Linked DNA regions of Sus scrofa: region 2 is linked to region 1. Evidence: chromatin contacts called from public Hi-C data. All regions are on one chromosome and are shown on one strand. The core of a region is the stretch at or near the end of the contact, and the rest is flanking DNA. Distances in the headings are between cores, read along the strand shown. Region 1 holds the start of LOC110261352. Region 2 holds the start of TDRD12 (putative ATP-dependent RNA helicase TDRD12).

What was found. A called contact is a pair of places that touch in the nucleus more often than the background predicts.
Region 2: a contact with region 1 is called in a Hi-C map of embryonic fibroblasts, with 2.1 times the contacts expected there. The contact joins the promoter of TDRD12 here to the promoter of LOC110261352 in region 1. A contact is called at or near these places in 3 of 5 promoter capture datasets (fetal liver, fetal skeletal muscle and liver), 9 of 47 Hi-C or Micro-C datasets (alveolar macrophages, embryonic fibroblasts, fetal skeletal muscle and 5 more) and 1 of 2 datasets of contacts at active chromatin or transcription factors (skeletal muscle).

The regions. Positions count from the first base shown.
Region 1 is chr6:42,271,686-42,277,784 of Sscrofa11.1, forward strand. It overlaps LOC110261352, which reads right to left and starts at 2,819. Exons shown (of 7, transcript XM_021097538.1): 1 at 2,290-2,819. The coding sequence starts at 2,819. It overlaps ZNF507 (zinc finger protein 507), which reads left to right and starts at 2,507. Exons shown (of 6, transcript XM_003127012.5): 1 at 2,507-2,688. The coding sequence starts at 2,553.
Region 2 is chr6:42,585,441-42,591,407 of Sscrofa11.1, forward strand. It overlaps TDRD12 (putative ATP-dependent RNA helicase TDRD12), which reads left to right and starts at 4,144. Exons shown (of 33, transcript XM_021094274.1): 1 at 4,144-4,334. The coding sequence starts at 4,311.

The DNA of each region.
Region 1 (6,099 bases), core at 1,569-4,068:
GGGATCGAATCTGCATCCTTGTGGATGCTAGTCGGGCTCTTAACCCACTGAGCCATGACAGGAACTCCAGATTCTGTGTCTTATAGCATCTCTGTCTTCAGGAATGAAGGCCCTACTTCATTCATTCACATTCCTATCTGCCTGTAATGTTTTATTCCTAGCGGTTCTCCCTCCTCCAGTTACTTCAATGTAGGGAAGAGGAGGGTCAGTCAGCAGTGGCCATGTCGTGCTGTGGTATGACACAGCTTCAAAACCTCGGTGACTTTCTCACTCTGCACATCCATTGTGGGTCATCTGGGGGCTCTGCTCCTCACTGCCACTCACAGTCCTAGGCCAAAATGTGGGCTGAAGGGGTGGCCACCATTGCGAACACTGCTGGGCCTCTAGCCAGCAAGGAAAGGGCAGTCTGGAAGGAACTGCCCTGGCAACTAAATGTTCCAGGATGGTCGCCCTCACTTCTGCATACAGTTCATTAGCCAACACCTGCCACAGGCCATACCTCTGAGCCAGGAAGAGGGCCAGGAAGTTTTATCTAAACAAGTGCTGGAAGGAGGACACTGGGAAATAGCTGATGAATATCAGAAAAGATGACCCACAGGAACTACAAAGATACACTTAACCTTCTCTCCTTTGTTTTGGAATTCCCTGACTTTCCCTAGAGAATAGTTTCTCCACTTTGTTTTTGCTCCCTACTCTGATCAAGTAATCCTCTAATTCCTGTTCTGTCCACTTTTAGATTCATAAACATTACAGTTAAACCAGTACTTAAAAAAAAAAAAAAAGCCTCTCTTCAGATAGTTAAAATGAGGAGGGTTTGTGTCAGCAGCTCACAAGGAAAAGGGAAGAGATTTGCACACTCATTGTTCTTTCTCCCTTTTTATGCATCTCTGCTTTTTTTTTTTTTCCTTCCACCCTTCCATGCCAGTCTCAATCTCTTCTACTGAAAAAAATTACTTAACCCTTTACTTTTCCTTCTTTTTAGTTTTTTGGTTCAACTGGCAAAGAATTCTGTGGAAAAGCAGGGTTCTAACTTCGTGGGTTTCCCCACCCCCGCATTCAAGTGAGTTTGTATCCTGAGCTGAGATACTTACCGTTATCTCAGGAATTACTGACCTGTTTGAACAATGACTAGGTTTTACTGGATCTTCTTTTCACTTGATAAGTGAGAGCCCAAACTGCTTTAAGTACACCTGGAAGTCCCCGAGAGATACTTGTTTTATTGCACCTTTTTTTAAACTGAGTTTTGCAGATACTGCATTTTTTTTTTTTCTGCAAATTGCAGGTTTGAGGCACCCCTGCCCCAAGCTGGTCTATCAGTGCCACTTTTAACAGCGTTTGCTCACTTCGTGTCTCTGCCTCGCATCTGGGTAATTCTTGCAATATTTCTTTATTGTTATTACTATATTTATTATAGTGATCTATAACCTTTGATGTTATCATTGCAAAAAGATTACGACTCTGTGAAGGCTTGATGATGGTTAGCATGTTTTAGCAATAAAGAATTTTTTAATAAAGGCATGTATACTGTTTTGCAAGCACAATGCTATTGTACACTTATACAGTATAGTATAACCATAACTTTTATATGCACTGGGAAACCAGAAACTTCATGCAACTCACATTACTGCAGTAGTTGAGAACCAAATCCATAATGCCTGTATCTCAATGCACAAGTCCATTACCACGCCTGGAATCTTCAGTGTTTTTGCCCTGCTCCTACTGTTCACGGCCCACCTGCTCAGTCCAGAGACAAGCACCCTGCTGTATAGTTCCTACTATATAAAACCTGCCCACCATTCCTGAAGTTGGGTGGACTGCTTCACTCACACTGCATTTTACTGTCAGGCGGGGTACCAGAACAGGACTGCTTACGACCCTGGAGTGTACGTGGAAAACAGATCCAGACGACACACACTCTGAGCCCTCAGAGGACTGAGGCTGTGTTATTAAGTCAAGCAAGCTCCAAGTCTGGCCCTACAACCCCCAGGATGAGTTCATTCCCTGAAAACCCTCAATCTCTCCCACAAATAAATCTTCCAGGGCCAGCTTTGCCCCGCAGCAGACACACTTTGAGGTCCAGCCACGAACCTAGATAGCACCTCTGCATTTTGGCCAAGAACCGCAAAAAGATTATAACCCAACCCAAAGCGGTAACTAAGTCAGAAGCAGCGGGCTGAAAAGAATGTCAACGCCCACTGTTCAAAGGCGATCAGGTAGAGGCTAATTGGTTATAAAACTAGCCCACAGCAGGTTTGGAAGACATAGAGGGAGTCCAAAGTGAATACTCACTGACTTCTAGACCCAACGACCACTGAGAAGACAACGTCAGGGGTATTGGAAACGCGACAACCCGCACATGAACTCGGCCTAGGTGCCGGGCATTGCACTGAGAAGGCAGGATACAGTCTTCGCGCCGGCCCAGCCAAGCGCCCCCGGGATGCCAGTGGGCGGGGCCTGAGCATCGCCCCGCCCCCGCCGCCCGCCACTCGGGTCACCTGACCTGCCCGGGGCTCACGTGATCTGTTCCCAACGCCGCCATTTTGGAGCTCCCGATGAGGAAAGGAAAAGCGGGGGAAAAGAGGGAAAAGAGCCGGGAGAGAGGTGGGCGAGGACCCGGGCGAGGGCACGGCCAGGCTCCCGGCCGGCCAAAGGAGGCTCGCGGAAGCAGCAGCTGCCGCCCGACCGCAGGTACCGCGCCCCGGGGCCGCCCCTCCGCCCGCTGTTAGCGCCGCCGCGGGCCATGTGCGTCCTCCCCTCAGGCCTCTACCGGCGCCCGCTTGCTCCTCAGCCGGCCGACACGCGACCGGTGCTCGCCACATGCGCCAAGTTCCGTGGCTCTTTTCAGTTCCCTGTGCCGCCTACGGCAAGGCCTGTGGAGACCCAGGGCTTGCCCTGCAGCTGGGGGTGGGGGGAACCTCCCGCTCACCAGCCTGGTCCGCAGGCAGGCCCGCCGAGGCGTCGCTTCCTTCCCATCAGCAGATGTGAAATCGCTTTAGGGCAGCAGGGATGGAGCGAACAACTGTGTCCTCACTGCATCTTTTGATTACTTTTCTCAACCCCCACCGCTCCAGCCCTTTAGCCGCTGTTTGGTGTAGGAAAAGCTGGTACATAGAAACAGTCCTGGTCTTCTACAGCTATTTCGAACCTCTTCGATGAAGTGATCTCCCCAGAGATGACTGGAAAAAGCTCCCACCCTCTAACACCTGGGAGCTTCCGGAGTGAATGGTTTGTGTGTGGAAGGCCTGGATGATTAATTAGGCCGAGGCCACTATCCCAACCCATAGGCGATCTTTTTAGTTACTGCAGTGGGCTGTAATTTGCTATCAGTCTGATCTCCGTTATCCGGCAATTACTAGATTTATCACCTCTTTGAGTGTGTACTTTCTAAAGTATTCTGACTCAGTGTATGGGTTGCATCATTGATCAAAAGAGAAAGCCTGGCTCTACATTCCTTTACCTCACTAACCCGTTTAAAATTAATTCAGAGGAAAGCCAAATACGTGCTTTCTGCCCTGGCAGTGAACTGTTTACTTAACCATCATCATGAAGTTGCATTCTAGGTGAAAGGAATTCGCGTTCTTTGATCTTTTAGGTTCATTCAAGCTAACATAAACAGTAGCAAAGAAAAGTAGAACAGGGGCAAGAAACTGCATTAGAAGATATATAGGTCAGTCCACTGTGTCTTATCTTTTCAGGCTGCCATTCAGTTGTAAAATTGTTGGATGTGCAGAATCACCCTTTAGATTGTTTTTGGTTAAGGTTAAAGGGGCAATGTACAATATATTGTTTCTTCATTAGAAAGTGCTAGCAATCGAACCAGTAGGTAGTATTTTGAGTCAATTAGATAAAAATTCTGAGCTAAAACATAAAATACACAATTTATTGGAGAAGTTTCTAGAGCTGTTTTTTCTAACCTTCGCAAAATCCTGAAGTCTGCTTGTTAGGTAAATTTTGTAAATTTGTGTCACGTGATCTGGTTGCATGAGCATTCCTCTGAATTTCTTTATGACATGCAATATTGGGCAATTATATACTGAAAACAAACAAACAAACAAAACATTGCTTTGTTTCACCAAGAAAGAGAAATGTTTGATACTATATACTTTCATTCTTGGCCACAGCTGGATTTTGAAGATTGATCCAAGGGACTGTATTAATTTCAGGAATTGATTTGAAAGACACTGGCTCTGCCACTTAACAGCCATGTAACCTTGGGTAAGTCACTTAAACTGCCCTGAGTGTTTCCTTATTTGTAGAGTTGTGTAACACACTAGCCTGTCCCAAAGAGTTATGAGGCTCAAACACAGTAAAGTGTTTGATAGAGCCTAACTGTGAGGGACTGTTGCTCTTTCCAGTATTGATATTTTCATCCACTTTTCTGTTCCTACTAAGAAATAAGAGGAAAATTAGTGTATTGAGAAAGGATGGATTTAGAATCAGATAGGCCTGGATTCCAGTTCTTCAACCAGCTATTACTTTACATCTGTGAGCCTCAGAGTCCCCATCTGCAAAAAAAAAAAAAAAAGCAGGGCAGCATTATTTAAAGTAATATACAGAATCTACTCTCTGGTCTGTGAGCACCTCAAGGGCAAGGATTCCCTCTTACTTATTTTGGTAGCTGCCAGCCCATTGCTTGGCACATCATACGTGCCCTAGTAAATGTTAAATCTGAATATTGGTTAACATTAGTTAGACCGTATGTCTTAATTGCAGCTGCCAAATTCAAATAGTCTCTCAGGCTAGATGCCAGCTAAGAAATTTTAGACTATGAAATTCATGTACTTTGATATATATACTCAGTTTTTCTTGGTGGGCAATTAGTAACTACATTAAGCTAAGGTGTTTTTAATTTAAGGAAATTATAACTAATGTTAGTAAGGTAAATCTAATGTGTAAGCAATTTCAGGTAACTTTTTATAGATAATGAACATGAAAGTTCAGGAACATGAAGGTTCATCCAACACAACTCTTTTACATCTGCAGAGACACAGTGCACACATCTACAGCCTTTAGACACAGTGACTTGCCTAAGGTCACACAGCTAACTGAGGTTCCTCTAGGAGAGGAACCCGTGAGCTATGTCCCCTGCCTTCTATTTTAGAGTTACGATAATGTGGGAAGAACAAGGAATTGGCCGTTACTTGTATAACATGATTTTTTTTCTAATTGGAAAGAACAAATTCTTACTCTGAAAGAAAAAGCTCTTTATATAACATACTGAGCTGTCTTCATATGTACACAGAAAATTACAGCTTTTCTCAAGCCCCCATGAACTGTTCAACTTGATTTTACTTATGATAAACCATACTGCTAAAACTGAAAGGGACTAATTAGATACACAAATAAACCAAATAGCAAATTATAAGGAAATAAAGACTCCTGAAATAATTTGGCTCTTCTCTTAGAACAGACATTAATGATAAGCTTTTACCAGTGGAATTCTGTTGTCTAGGAAAGACTTGAGACTCTGTAGAAAAAGTTGGAGAACTTTTCTGCTTTGGGTTACAACGTGTATGTATTTATTTGTAACAACTTGATATACTTAGTCTAATTGTATATCTAAAGATTCCAAACAGGAAACCCCCAGTCTTGCTGATGTCTATAGTCTCTCCTCCTCCTAGTAAACCTTTCTATTCACCCATGTGGGTCTTTTCACTAATCCCTGGATAGCATGCCTCTTGTCACTTCTGAACATCTAATAATGTTATGGCTGCCTTCTTGTCAACTGAACTCCAAGAAATAAAATGGCACACTCAAATTAGGATGTTTCGAGGAGGATGTACTTATAGAGATCCTTATGATAAAGGTGTAGGACTTGTAGTAAAGGCAAACCACGGGGATAATCCAGTTATCCAGAGCTAACAGCATCAGGAGAGGGGAGGATGGCCTCTGCTGAGGAACACAGCCAGCCAAGGTGACCTAGAGGAGAGGAACTGGAAATGATTTTTTTTTTTTTTTTTTTTTTTTGCCATTTCTTGGGCTGCTCTCAGGGCTTATGGAGGTTCCCAGGCCACAGGTCGAATAGGACCTGTAGCCACCAGCCCATGCCAGAGCCACAGCAACTCAGGATCTGAGCCGGTGTCTGCGACCTATACCACA
Region 2 (5,967 bases), core at 2,894-5,393, 320 kb after region 1:
GATCCTTAACCTACTGAGCGAGGCCAGGGATGGAACCCGCAACCTCATGGTTTCTAATTGGATTCGTTTCTGCTGCAACACAACAGGAACTCCTCACAGTTCTTTGTTAATAAAAATATAACGTGGGAGATAGAGTAAGGACTTGAAGGGAAGGAGACTTCTCTTCTGAGGGATAGGTTCAGGGAGGAGCCCTCGTATACGGGCATTTGTAGGTCACATCTTTAAAGACAAGTTGCTTGCCCTTCACTTTCTCTTTTCCCTTCTCACTGGCTGGAAACGGTAGCAACCGAAGCCACCTGGACACAGAGACAGAAGCCAGGGTTTTTTTTGTTTTTCTGCTTTTTTTTCTTTTTTCTTTTTGTCTCTTTGCCTTTGCTAGGGCCGCTCTCATGGCATATGGAGGTTCCCAGGCTAGGGGTCGAATCGGAGCTGTAGCCACTGGCCTACACCACGGCCACAGCAACGCGGGATCCAAGCCACATCTGCAACCTATACCACAGCTCTCGGCAACGCCGGATCCTTAACCCACTGAGCAAGGCCAGGGATCGAACCTTTAACCTTATGGTTCCTAGTTGGATTCATTAACCACTGAGCCACGATGGGAACTCCCTGAAGCCAAAAATCTTAGTCATTCATGATTCCCCCCTTTCCTTCATTCCTGTATCCAAGTGACTAGTGAGTCGTATTGATCTATTATGCACAATTATCTTGATTTCCCACCTTCCCACCTTTGCAGGGCTATCGCCTTAGTCTGAGCCACAGCTGTCTCTCACTTAGCCAATGGTAACAGCCAGTTTCTCCATTTTCCTTTTTTTTTCTTTTTATAATGATTTTTATTTTTTTTCCATGATAGCTGGTTTACAGTGTTCTGTCAATTTTCTACTGTACAGCAAGGTGACCCCGTTACACATACATGTATAGATTCTTTTTTCTCACATTATCATGCTCCATCATAAGTGACTAGACATAGTTCCCAGGGCCACACAGCAGGATCTCATTGCTTATCCATTCCAACAGCAATCGTTTGCATCTATGAACCCCAAGCTCCCAGTCCCTCCCCCTCCCCAGTTTCTCCATTTTCAGTCTTCCCCTCACAGTGCATTTCCCCTGGAAAAGTGAACTTCATAGCTCACGGCAATGCCGGATCCGTAACCCACTGAGCAAGGCCAGGGATCGAATCTGCATCCTCATGGATGCTAGTCAGATTTTTTAATCGCTGAGCCACGATGGGAACTCCAGAATAAAATTTTCTTAAGCCAAAGGAAAATGTTGTTTTCAGATAAAAAAATTCCTGCTATGGTCAAAGGAAAAATAAAACTTGTTCAATACCTGGATGACATTTTGAATGTCAGACAGAATGCATAGATTTTCAGGAAGAAAGAGCAGAATGCCCACAAAGTCACAAAATCAAGTTTTTCTTGTTTTGTTTTTGTCTTTTTAGGGCTACACTTGCAGCATATGGAAGTTCCCAGGCTAGAGGTCAAATCGGAGCTGCAGCTGCTGGCCTTTGCCTACACCACAGCAACGCGGCATCCAAGTCACGTCCGTGACCTACACCACAGCTCACGGCAATGCTGGATCCAAGGATCCTTAACTCACTGAGTGAGGCCAGGGGTTGAACCCGAGTCCTCATGGATACTAGTTGGGTTCATTACCACTAGGCCACTACGGGAACTCCCAAAATGTTTTAAAGTGAAGACCACAGCCCCACATAGGTATTGTGTGAGGGCTGACAGTGAGGTCATTGACACAAGAGCCTCGATTAAGGTATCTTAATGATGTTAAGATGTGATGTTACAGCCTTTTGATTATGATCCCAAGCAAAAAAAAAAAAAAAAAGAGTTCCCATTGTGGTGCGGTGGAAACAAATCTGACTAGTAACCATGAGGTTGGGGGTTTGATCTCTGGCCTCGCTCAGTAGGTTAAGGATCCAGTGTTGCAGTCAGCTTTGGTGTAGGTTGCAGATGCAGCCTGGATCTGGCATTGCTGTAGCTGTGGTGTAGGTCAGCAGCTGTAGCTCCAATTCAACCCCTAGCCTGGGAACTTCCATATGCCACAAGTGCGGCCCTAAAAAGCAAAAAAATGAAAAAAAAAAAAAAAGCCCCCAAATTGAAAAAAAAAAGTGCTTCCCACTATTTGGGGGGAGGGGGGACAGGTTCAGATATGGACTCCTTGCAGCCTCAAGGAGGCTAGAGCCCCATGCAGTGAGCTCCCATTGCAGCAGTCTGGACTCTTTTTTTTTTTTTGTCTTTTTGCCTTTTCTAGGGCCGCTCCCGCGGCATATGGAGATTCCCAGGCTAGGGGTCTAATCAGAGCTGTAGCCACCAGCCTACGTCAGAGCCACAGCAACGGGGATCCGAGGTGCATCTGCAACCTACACCACAGCTCATGGCAATGCCAGATCCTTAACCCACTGAGCGAGGCCAGGGATCAAACTCGCAACCTCATGATTCCTAGTCAGATTTGTTAACCACCGAGCCACAACGGGAACTCCATCCTTTCCTTTTTTTTTTTTTTTTTTTTTTTTCCTTTTTTCAATGCCTGTACCCTTGGCATATGGAAGTTCCCGGGCCAGGGATTGAATCCCAGCTCCAGCTGTAACCTAAGCTGCAGCTGGCAACACCAGATCCTTTTTAACCACACTGCACTGGGCTGGGGATCAACTATTGCTGCTACAGCAACCTGAGCCAATGCAGTTAGATTCTTAATCCACTTTGCCACAGTGGGAACTCCAGTCTTGACTCTTTATCCCAGTGTGATATATATTTTCATTTTCTGTGAGCCATGCTGTGAAAAAGTTTGAGAAACACCATATTGTAGCATGGCATCTAGTCAAAGGAAAAAGAAGTGTTGACCCCACACTAAGAACTAGGAGAGGGCTGTACTCTGCATGTTCTCTGGGGCTTAGAAACTGCTTCGGGGGCCTCCTGTTTAAATTTGCCTGAGTTGTTTCCCATCTTTTTTTTTTTTTTGACAAGCTCTGGAGCTTTCAGGTGATTTGGCCTTTGCAGATGTCTGCCTGGGGATGAGGCTTGGTTAATCCAATTCAGTAACAGGTGAACTTCCTGTACTTTAAGCTGTGTTTTCCCCCAGTGGGTAGTCAACACAGATCTCCTCTCCAACCTTCCTGCCTGAGACTTTAAGCACATGTTTGCTGGACCTTGTGAAAGCAAACAATATAAGACTGGATACTTATGTGAACATTGTTTCCCAAATATATAACCTCACGATTGCAATGCTCTAAACTGGTGCATTTTTTGTGCCATCTTCTTGGCTCCTTTATTAGCAAATTAACATTTTGCCGGGAGCTTAAGACATTGTTTTTTTCGCAATTAAAATATTGAAAGAATTCACCCGGAAAACCACCTAGGCCCAGCACATTTTCCAAGCTGTGGTTCCTTTGATTTTAAAGGAATATTCACTTTCTTGTTTGTCAGTTTATTCAAATGTTGGAGAGAGAGTCCCGAGATAGTAACAAAAGCTAACTCTCCTTTACACTTCTCCTGTGTCCTGTTTCACAGTACAACCTCATCTAATTCTGAGAGGCAATCTCTGAGTCCCACTTCTCAGGTGAGAAACCACAAGTGAAAATTTAGAAAACCCTGTGGAACTTCAGCAATCAATAACAAAATAGAAGTCCTGGCCAGGACCTGGTCCATGAGGCTGCAGCCTGCGACCTTTGACGGTCCCAAGAAGTAACCGTAAGACCTTTGAGGTCCAGGTAAGAGGAGAACAGGGACCCAGAGCCTTTCCAGAAAGTAGAGGTTGGAGCTCAAGAAAGCCAGGGTCAGGGACGCTTCCTCACCCACAGGGTTGTGATGACCAAGAAGGAGTCAGAGGGCATGGGCCTCGCAGGCAGCCACTCCGCCCTACCAGGCGGCTAGCCGCCGGGCCCCTCGCATCCCTGGGCGCTCGGAAGTGGCGCGGACCCGGGAGCGAGCCACGTGACGCCCCTGCCCCTCGAAGCTCCGCCCCCGCCCCGCCCCGAAGCTCCGCCCCCGCGGACCCCCCAGGGCCTTGTGCTTCTGGCGGCGACCGTTGTCCAGGCCGTTGGTGCAGCGCGTGGCTTTCCGGAAGCCTCGAGGCTTGGTCGGGCGGCGGGGGCGCGGGGCCGGAGCGGAGCGCGCCCGCGGCGGCGGCGTCCTGGCTCGGGGGTCGGCGCGCTGACTGGGCGCGCAGGCTCCGCGGTGCGGACCCGGGGAGGAGGCGCGGTCCCGGGGAGGCGGCCTTGCCCGGGACTCCGTTTTCTCCCGCAAAGTTCCTAGCGACGGGGGGACCAGGCCCCGGGCGGCCAGCCTGGCGCGAGGAAGATGCTCGAGGTGCTGGTGCTGAAGGTGAGCGAGCGCGGAGCCCCGGGCCCGGCCTTTCACTCGTTCCCCGCGCTGGGTCCGCGTCGGGAAGAGACCGCAGCCCCCTTCATTTCCGATAAACAACGGGAAGTTTTAGTTCGAGGTGCCCCGTGCGGTATTTGGGACATGCTTCGAGTAAAAGTTACTCGTTGTTTTCCAAAATTAAGGTGTAACTAGGTGTCCTGTGTTTAGAACCTCGGGAGTGGCCAGGGAGAACGGATTCTGACCTCTTCGCCCACACACCTGGTCCTGGGTCCGTGCTAAGAGAGGACCCCCTCGCCACCCTCCGCATCCCCCCTCCCCGGCCGGGGACGTGTTCCTCTCCCCCAGCGTGGACCCCCAACCCCTTTGGCCAGGGCTGGGGGTGACTTGTATCTCCCCTCCGAACACTCGGCCCGTCCCGGCTTCCCTCGTGGGGACCCCTGCCGGCTTTGACCGCCCGGACTCTGGCGGCCACCCCTTCTCCACGCGGGGCGCCTCGGGGCTCGCACCGTGCTCGGAGCCCCGCGAGGGCGGCGGGGTCTCGCCCCAGACGGGGACTTGTGAAGCGGTCCCGACAGCTGTTGCTGCTTATTTGAGTCAAGGGGCGTGCTCTTTAATGATGCCTGAGACTGCAAAGGCTTGGTGTTCACATGCATACTTCGAGGAAGGCGTTTACAAACCATGCAAAGGGGTGGGTTTGGGATCCTGGGAAGAGGAAATACAAATAACTGTAAAAAGAAAACAAAAAACATAGTTCAAGCTGTGGCGCAGTGGGTTAAGGATCTGGCGTTGCTGCAGCTGTGGCTGGAATTCCATCCCTGGCCTGGGAACTTCCATATGCCCCAGGTGTGTCCAAATAAGTAAATAAGTTAAAAAAAAAAATGAGGAGTTCCCGTCGTGGCGCAGTGGTTAACGAATCCGACTAGGAACCATGAGGTTGTCGGTTCGGTCCCTGCCCTTGCTCAGTGGGTTAACGATCTGGCGTTGCCGTGAGCTGTGGTGTAGGTTGCAGACGTGGCTCAGATCCTGCGTTGCTGTGGCTCTGGCGTAGGCCGGTGGCTACAGCTCCGATTCAACCCCTGGCCTGGGAACCTCCATATGCCGCGGGAGCGGCCCAAGAAATAGCAACAACAACAACAACAATAACAACAACAACAAAAGACAAAAAAAAAAAAAATGAAATAAAAAGATCCTACTTCAGTGGGCAGAGTGATGGCATTAAAAACAAAAACAAAGCCAAAACTCAACCTTCCTGCTCCTATTTTGTGTAATTTATACGCACAGAGATTCACAAGCATTTGAAGCAGCTGATTGTTACAGAGGAGTTCCTCTGAGACTTCCAGGGTTTTCAGATTCAAGCTCCTCTCCACCACTCTCCCTGAATACACTGGTTGGGTTGCTCCTTTAGAAAAACAGGGCTCTTCCAAGGACTATGGATGCTGCCATGTGCAGATCCACGGGGGCAGAACTTTGGAAGGAGTGGCTGGACCTTGATTGCCTCCAGCTTGGGAAAGCTTTTTTTTTTTTTCTCCGTTGGACCCTAGAACCCTTTTCTCTACTTCCTCAGCTCTGCCCCCACTGCTGGTTCTTACTCTGCTCATGCTCAGAGCAAATTTTGTATCCAGTATAGGAGTCT